Linked DNA regions of Zea mays: region 1 is linked to region 2. A link is a contact called in public Hi-C data. All regions are on one chromosome and are shown on one strand. The core of a region is the stretch at or near the end of the contact, and the rest is flanking DNA. Distances in the headings are between cores, read along the strand shown.

The links. A called contact is a pair of places that touch in the nucleus more often than the background predicts.
Region 1: a Hi-C map of tassel shows a contact between it and region 2, with 4 times the contacts expected there. The contact joins the promoter of LOC100216778 here to the promoter of LOC103638467 in region 2. A contact is called at or near these places in 2 of 25 Hi-C or Micro-C datasets (leaf and tassel).

The regions. Positions count from the first base shown.
Region 1 is chr9:73,635,223-73,639,944 of Zm-B73-REFERENCE-NAM-5.0, forward strand. It overlaps LOC100216778, which reads left to right and starts at 1,717. Exons shown (of 6, transcript NM_001143177.1): 1 at 1,717-1,886; 2 at 3,465-3,667; 3 at 3,778-4,027; 4 at 4,151-4,389; 5 at 4,636-4,722. The coding sequence starts at 1,838. It overlaps LOC118473325, which reads left to right. Exons shown (of 4, transcript XR_004852676.1): 4 at 1-376.
Region 2 is chr9:73,418,556-73,423,080 of Zm-B73-REFERENCE-NAM-5.0, forward strand. LOC103638467 (probable phospholipid-transporting ATPase 4) reads right to left here and starts at 1,769. Exons shown (of 11, transcript XM_008661370.3): 1 at 1,495-1,769; 2 at 1-1,118. The coding sequence starts at 1,008. LOC103639979 (histone acetyltransferase type B catalytic subunit-like) reads right to left here. Exons shown (of 3, transcript XM_008662648.2): 2 at 4,262-4,341; 3 at 3,944-4,188. The coding sequence ends at 3,959.

The DNA.
Region 1 (4,722 bases), core at 467-2,966, 220 kb after region 2:
ACGAATCTGTTAATGTCAATGCAAGTGTGGTTGATGAATTTCGGGTGCAACGAGAAGAGGAAGTGGAAGAGTATGAGACAAGCGACAATGAAGATGAAACTGGATGGCAATATGCTAGTGACAACGAAGAATCAATAACTATTGTCAATGACGATGATGATTTCAGTGATAACGAGTAGCATGTTTTTTGTTTGATCTGAGAGAAGTGAACTCTATGCTGTATTTTGTTTGATTTTTAAGAAGTGAACTAGCTACTGTTATTTGAGAAAAGTGAACTGTATGCTGTAATTTGTTTGATTTTTAAGAAGTGAACTCGCTACGGTTATTTGAGAGGAGTGAACTTTATGCAATAATTTGTTCGAGCTTTGAGAAGTGATATTCAACTTTTCTATGCAACTCAGATTTCAGAAAACACACATTTCAGATTTCAGAACATACACATAATACACATTTCAGATTTCAGATTTCAGAACATACACATTTCAGATTTCAGATTTCAGAACATACACATAATACACATTTCACATTTCAGATTTCAGAACACACACATAATACACATTTCAGTATTGTCTAACTGATGTAATACTACTGCTACACATAATACACATTTCAGATTTCAGAACATACACATTTCATAATGCATTTCTATGCAACTCAGATTTCAGAAAACACACATTTCAGAACACATTTGTGTGCACCACATATTTCACATTTCAGATTGTAGATTACATTTTAGGTTTCAGAACATAGATCCAGCCATGCATCAGTAGTGCACAGCATGTTTACAAGACCCCTACATTTTTCTACCCAATGACATCTCGCTTTTTCTTCTTCTGGTTATGAACCAATTCCTGCAACATTCCATAGATGGCTTCCTTTTCATGTCGCATAGCTTGTAAGCCAAGTAGTCCTTGTTGTCATCCACCTTGACATCCTAGTAGTTCTAGATCAGACTTAGGGATGGTGGCAATGGCATGGGGTACTATCTACCAGTTCAGCGACGAACATGGTGTGTAACTGAATTTTGTGATCCGCTTCTAACACCTTGTAATACACAACACCAACCTTGTGATCCATGTCTTTCAGCTAGTAAACTGAACATGGCGTGTAACTGAAACTGCACATGGCGTGTAAACTGAACATGGCGTGTAACTAAATTTGCTTGTAAACTGAAACTGCACTTGTTGCATGCCTGTATCCAGAATTGCACAGGCACTGAATTGCTGAATGATTGTGTCCAGAGTGTAAAATTCAGTTCTCGACTGCCATCACTGAGATGAGAATGTACTCTGCAAGTCTGAGCTTATTTGACACTTCCATTCAGACTTCAAAAATTGGCACACTGTGGCTAGGTGGATACACTACAGGTCGGTAGCATTCAGGATGGTGATGGCGCCCGACGAGGGATGACGATGGCGTGACGCTTAGCATGGGCGACAGTGCAGCTCTCCTCGATGGGATACAGACGGCGCGGTGGCGCTCGAGCAGAAATAGCAGAGGTGTTTTCTGTGTCCATGGAAAGCTCTCGGCATGACCTGTGCCGCTGTGCGCTATGATGGGCCTCAACTTTGTGCAGCCCATGTCACTTTTGTATAGTTATCGCTGGATCAACGGTGAAGGGTGCAGATTAGCTGACTGCTCTCTGACGTTGTCTAGTCTGAATCCCACGACCCCACCCCACGCCCGTCTTCCTCGCCTCAACGCCGCCACCCAATCCAACCGCCTGGACGCCACAACCCCGCCCCACCTCGGCGCCGCCGCTCCATCCAACTACCTCGACGCCGCCATCCATCCAACCGCCTCGGTGTCTGCTCCTCAATACCTGGCCGTGTTCAACATGCCCCCTGGAAGGATGGATGGGGCAAGGACATGCAGAGACCTTGGTGGTAAGTGACTTCAAGTTCTTCTCTCATTTACTGCTTTGCTATCGTTGCCCGGCACGGGTCGCCGATGCCGTCGCCTAGCACGGGCCACCGCTGCCGTTGCCCAGCACGGGCCGTCGCTGCAGAGAGATGTCTTTTATCCTTGCAAACACATGTGTATTTTTTGCAGCAGAGAGGTTTGAGGTGCTCAGATCGGATCCCCTATTCTCCTTTTTTATAGATGGATTCTATAGGTTATCTATCGCAGTGGTAAATAGAGATGCATAATTTAGTTATATGCTTATTTTTGTACAGATATTGTTGTCGCTAATGGCATATAGTGATTATCTAAAGATATTATGTCATAAGTTATGATTTTCTATATGATTTTGATAGTAGGAGTGTAGGACAGTACGTTAGAGCATCTCCAACAAATACCAAAAAATTAGCTCCCAAAACACAGACATTGGGATCTCCTTAAAAGTATTTAGGCCAATAAAAAAGGTAGTACTCCAACAGCTCCATATAGTTTACGTAAAACCTGTTTGATCGGTTCACAAATCTCCACCAGTTTGTTACCCGTCGTCCACTCCCACAAATGTTCTAGGTTTATTATTCAAAACGTACATACTGCTCGCTTGAACACATGTATTATTCGGAATGTGTTGTTGAACTGCTCGCTTGAACACAGGTAAAAAAGGTCTGGTTAGTATTCAGAACATATAGGTACAAATTAGTAGCTTAATTATTTACCATTTAGAATTCAGAACATACAAGAACAAATTGCTAGCTTCAACTGCTAGCTTTACTATTTGTGACACACATAGAAGATAACGGTACAGGCACTTCATTATAAATGCAGTTCACATAACAGATTAACAGCACAGGCAAAACACAGGAGTATCAGGCACACATACAGTCTGATTCACAATGTTGTGTTCCAAGTAAAAAATGTAAATATCAAGTGAATTGATTATATGTAACAGAATAACAACTTCAAGAAATCCACTCTAAATAAACACATATGCTGTCCAGTGTGTATTCTTGAACTATAATCAATTCCTTTATAATTTAGTCCATCCATTTCATTTTGTCATACGTTTACATGAATAGCTATTTCATCATGGAGTACAATTTTTACTGCTAGGCATCACAAATAACAGAGTTCAGAAAACATGAAGAATCTGGAGACATGCTTTTCTTTTTTCCCCTATAATATGGTTTGAGACTTTGATATTAGGTGCTATTGGAGTTGCTCTTATCTCCTCTTTTTCTAGCAAAGGCAACATATATGCATGGCCACTAGTTACTTCTTTTTGTTTACAAGAAAATAACAGACGAATTGGTGAATCGTTAACATCACTTGTTCTGAACTGACACCAATAATTACTTTACAGTTGTTTACTACTATGTTCCACCAACCATCGTGTTGTTAGCACAATTCTGATATTTATCTAGTTCGACAGAATTCCAATTAGTTTACTTGCTCCAAACAGTTTAGTAGTCGTGTCCTATTCACTTGCTTCAATTAGTTAACAGAACTTGCATCAATTAGTTCACTTGATGCAACACTCATATTTTGCCTATTTAATGTATGTTCAGAGGTGCCAATTACTGAGTATGAAAAGGAGAGGGCTTTAAATGTGATGAGGAACAACAAAATGTTGAGTAGCCTTGGTATAACTGGATTAACATCACTTATTCGATCAAGTAGTACAAGGAAGAACTCTATCGCTCGTGAAGACTTTGATCCATTGTATGAACCTGATCATAGTGAGGACAATGATCATCATGTGGCTAATCAGGTACTTAGATTTCTTATTGTACCCCTTTGGTGTTATTACTGATTTGTGCTCAATGTGCAATAAGATAAATTTGGGTTTAATTCTTTTATTATGCCTACGAGGCCATGCAGGATGATCCTTTCTACATTGAAAGAAGGAACACCAACATGTCTACTGGTTTTGGAGGAACAAAAGGATCCAAGAGAGTGGTAGCACCTAATGTAGAAGACCAAGTTGGTAGAGTAACTAGGCAGAAGACAAAGGAACTATCCTTAGTTGAGAAAGATATACATGGTTTGACTGCAAATACAGATGAGCACACATTGATTTCTGCCAATTTTCCTGCACACCATGATGACGAGATTCAGATGTGTGATGAAGGCAAGAAAACAGTGATCTATTCTAAAACAAATATGTTCTAGAAATTTGCATTAAACTGATTATAATCTACATTAATTTTGTGAAAATGTTCATTATTTTCAAGTCAAATAGATGTCATGACAGATAAATGGATAAGGGGAAAAAGTATGGGTAGACAATTGGAAAGGATAAGTCGAGGCCTAAACACTAAGATCCCATTGGTCATCACTGAAGGGAATAGACGTCCTGAGGTTCCTATGCAAGCTGCAATGCTTGCATCAGAAGGAGGAATTGTAATTAGGCAACATATGCCAATCCTAACACACTGGAAGGAATACAAGAATGACAAATCCTATTTGGAAGACTTCGTCGGTAGAATTGGTGTAAGTAAATAGTCTTTCTTCCTAAACATCAAATGAATAGGGTGGTAGGGCCTATGTCCTATATTGCCAATTTATTAGTATATAGTTAGTAGGTGCACTTTGTCCCATAAATAGCTAAAATAACTATGGCAGAAAGAACTGCATATGTTTCTCTATTCCAAATGACACCTTACCTTAGAAATTGTTCTATCCAATTTCATTAGACACTATGAATCTCTCTATTCTAATATGCATGTTTTTTACTAGGGTCAATTTGCCATAGACACCAAAAACAAAGATGTCAAATATGCATGTGCTGATTTGATGAGGTGTAATCAGCGACAAATGAGATAT
Region 2 (4,525 bases), core at 519-3,018:
CTTGATCCTCACAGCAAATCCAATTGAACTAATGAGTGATATCAACACGAGCACAGTAAACAGGATGTATATGATCAAATCCATCTTCCTCTCAATCCTGCTCCTCTTGGATGGCGACTCAGTTGAGTTCTGCATGACTTTACTGTCATGACCGGTAAAAATGACCACTCCATAGACAAAGGCTGTATTCCTTAGTTTTGAGTCCCGCAGAAGTATCTGAGACGGATCAAGGGCGTAAACCTGCCTCTCATACTCAAAGTTACCAGTGAATGTGTACAAGCTCGGGTTGGGATCCTCACAGCGTATCACTGCCTGGAAATCTTTAAAGGACTCGTCTTCTTCCAACGGCAGCGTAACCTCAAGTGACCTCTTCACCTTAAGGTTTGTCTCGCCATCGAGGTTCATTGTCTCGACATAGCAAATGCCATCCTCATAGCTTGAGGACAGTAGCAGTAAATCAGCAGGGAAGAACTGGTCCTTCTCAACCCTGACCACATCGCCTACGCAAAGGTCCTCCCAGTGCCGGTAGTCGAATTCGCCATCACTCTTGTGCACGCTGACATTGCGGTTGTTCACCTTCATGTCCTGCATGAAGCGGCGCCAGTCCTCCAACCCCTCCTTCATCATGCTGAGGCCAACGACAAATGCCAGCGGAGCAATCATGCTGACGGCAGAGAAGGGGCACACCGGGGTGAGAGAGAGGATGGCGGTGAGGAGGAAGTAGAGGTTGGCAACGCGTCGGAACTGCTCGAAGATGGCCTTGGGGAAGAAGGTGACGACGTTGTACTTGGTGGTGGTGATGTAGTTGGTGATGTACTTGAGCGGCTTCTGCAGGGCGGCGTTGTTGCAGTACACGACGCGCGAGAAGCCCGGCCCGCCGACGGCGCCAGCCCCGTCGGAGGAGGGGCCCGCATCGCCGGCGTGCTCGTGCTGGGCGCGAAAGCAGGAGAAGGTGTAGAGATTGCTCCACCGCATGCGGTCCCGCCTGCGGCGGCCGGAACGGCCCATCTCGGCGCCCGGTGTCCGTTAGCGCCCGATTTCCAGCTAGGCAGGTGCCGGCATTGCAGCCCCTCGATGGAATCTAGGATGGGATTCCTATACCGCGGGGCGAATTGGACCTGCAACTTCGGGACTCAGTTCGTGATCTCGTCAGCGAATAAAAAAACAGAAACAAAAAGAAACAAAGAAATGAAAGACCAAGAAATCAAACAAGAGGAAGTTGCAGACATGGAAATCTCACGCCATGGAAACCTGGAATCCGCTAAAACAACGCACAAATTATAACCGCGTGTATTGCAGACACATTACCTCCTAATTCACCCGTGGAAAGAGAAAACAGCGCAAACCGAATGAGCTGCCCAAAAAACCTCCGCAACGGGTGCAAACGAGGAGCACAAAAAAACGACGGGGGCGAGGAAAACTCGCAGGACCAGGAACCGAGGCGCCAGCATCCAGCTGGGGAGATTGAGACGAGGGAAGGCGGGGTGCACCAACCCGGGTGGCGAGGCTGAGAGAGGTGCGAAGAGAAGGGCCGAGGCAGCGAGTCCAGCGAACAGGCGGGGTGTCGATTCCAGCGCGGGGATTCGCCCGCGGCGGCCGGCGACGCTTGGGTGGGTGGTGGTACCTGGTACGGGGGTGGGGTGGGGTGGGGCGGAGCGAGAAGGGTGGGGAGGGGGAAGGAACGAGGTGGGGAGCGACTAGCGAGGCCGCGAGGTGGAGGTGGTGAGACGAGGAGAGAGAGAGAGGAATTAATCGATTAATTAAGTCCGATAATATTAATCCGCCATTTATATCTATATCAACCGTGATCGCTCGTCGAGGTTCCCCACGCTGTACATCAATTCGGCAAAATATTTTTCATTCCCCCTTTCGACTTTCGTTTAGCTTATTACTTGTATTTTTAGCTAAGTAAAGTGTATATAATTTGTTTTTCGTAGCATGACCATACGTAAATAAAGTTAACTTGGATATTTGAGCTGCAAGATGTATATATAGGCGCTCGTCGCTTTGCGCGTCGCGTACGTGCTCGTGCGATCGTGCCCAACAACCACCGAGTCGTGGGTTGGCAAAGCTTGTTACTATTCTCCCCTTTTTAAGTCGAGAAAAGAAAAAAAAGGAAAACGGTTGGCTCCGTGCAACACCGGCGGTGGTGTGGTCGAGCCGTATGCGGAAACGGAGGCGGCGTAGCTGCGGACATGGCAATTGGCAACCGCCGGCAGAGACTGCTCGTGTGTTGTGACCGGTTAATAATTAATATTCTCTCCGTTAACTTTTTAAAATATAATTAATCACTCGTCTTATTAAAAAAACTAGGTCAGTGCCCGTGCGTTGCAACGGAGACATATAATATCTTGATACCTTATATATGCATATATGTGTTATATAATTATGAGATAGAGAATGACATATGTGAGATGTCCGGGATGACACCGAAGAGAAACTCGGACCTGTGACGCACGGCCATTCACCTAGTAAAATATGAAGCCAGAACAGAAACCAGTTCCGGGAAGCCCTGACAAAGGGACCCTAAGAAATCACACGAAGATTTTGCACAGAATCAGATAGTTTAAAACAAGTATTAAATCAATCTGCAATGTGATAAACAGTCCAAGGAACTTCTATTGGTAAGAGGGGTTTGGACGTTTGGTACAATGGAAATTACACAACAATCTCTCTGCTTGCCACAAAATATAAATGTACATGATTTCAAAAGACCTATACAAAGAGACTGAGGGAAAAATGATGCTTTCATGCCCACCTCAACTCTCATGGAAGGAAAAGGAAAAAGTGGAACACTTGGGACATATATATTTACACGATAGAGAGATGGGGATGATGCCTGGACAATGGTACATCTTAAAAAGAATAAACTACCTAAATTCTTTCATTCCTTTTAAGAAAAATAATAACAATGCACTATCTACCAGCCTGGTGAGCAAGCTTCAATAAATGAACAGAATGGTACACTTCCCTACACAAGTCTTCTAACAGTGCGTGTGACTCAGCCCATCATCATATTCGTATACCGCAAAGAGAATGCTGAATTGTTGATGGTTGACAAACAATCTCATGCACATTGATGGTCCCTCCTTGCAATGGTCTTTAAGAGTTAATATGCTTTGAAATGAGGTCTGGACTGCCATCATGTAGACTTCTCCCTTATTTTCCCCCCTTTTGCAAGTGCAACCATCATGTGCCTTGAATTTACATGGTACACCCATCTTGGAATATCAGTACCAAAATGCCTCTCCTTGATTAACCCACTGCACAAAATCCTTAGATAATCCTTGAGCCTGGATCTCAGCAGCTTGATCATCCTGAAAGATCCAAATGAAATGATTTTGCTTATTCGTTGGGTGAAACTCTACTACAAATGGTCACCACAGCGATAATCATACAATCCAAAGTTCCAAACATCACAAAAAAATTTGGGGGAGAGAGGGGGTCTATTTGAAGAAAAAAAAAGTAGATGCTTTTCGATTACATGCTAGCAGGACCAAGAATGAAGACAAACATGCTGATTTTAGCAACCTGTTAGTGTTATACTTGCATTTAGCCAACATAACATATAAAAAAAATGGTATGCCAGAACCAAGTAGTTGATACTTCAGGTTTATTCAGGAAATTAGGCCCAAGAGGCTTGTAAGCTAGTAGCTAAGCTTAGAGCGAATTGGAGATGGGTGCAGATGTCTTATGAGTGCATAGACTTGTATTATAATTTAGAAAGGATGCATATATGGTGAATTTTTAGTGCTAATCACTGTTTTTCACTATTTGAGGGGGTGCAGCACCCCCTGGCCCCTAATCACTAAGGAGCTTCGCCCTCTTGTAAACCACCACACCAAGTTCTTTCAGACAGCATCACCAGACAACTCTGTCAATGTCAGTTTAACATCTAAAAAACAGACTGTCCATGGGTGCAAAAGCAAAAAGAACCTAGCAGTGCCATGGAATAACTTCAAAGAAATTGACTAAATATAGGACACCCCATAACAATGTAAACAAAAAGTAAAGCTGTAAGAGGACCAACCTGGCTGATTCGTAAGCGAATACTCTCAGGATAATGATAGAAGTTATGCACAGCTGCAAAACCTAGCAGTTCAAATTTTGAACCAGACTCTTGTGTTGCCTTCTTTACTACCAGAAGCATTTCACATCCATGTTCTCCAATATCTATAGGCGTGGAACCTAGAGTACAATGATATAAGCAAATAGAAGTCCTGAGTAAAACAGACTATCATATTTCAAAACCTTCAGTTACCTTCAACCAGAAGAAGTACAAGAGGTACCAGACGAGAATAAAAGAAATGCAGCAGCACCTTGGAGTTCAACTCGAACAATCTGGGAATTATATACAAATCAATCTCAAAATTGATGGGAACTGAATGGGAAAACATTTAGAACAGAGAACAGGCTGAATGTAATTTTTCATGGATCTAACATATTCATACTACATACCAGATTAAACATTCTGAACATGGAAAATACATGTGTTTTAACAGAGTAAGTGATTAGGCTTTATATT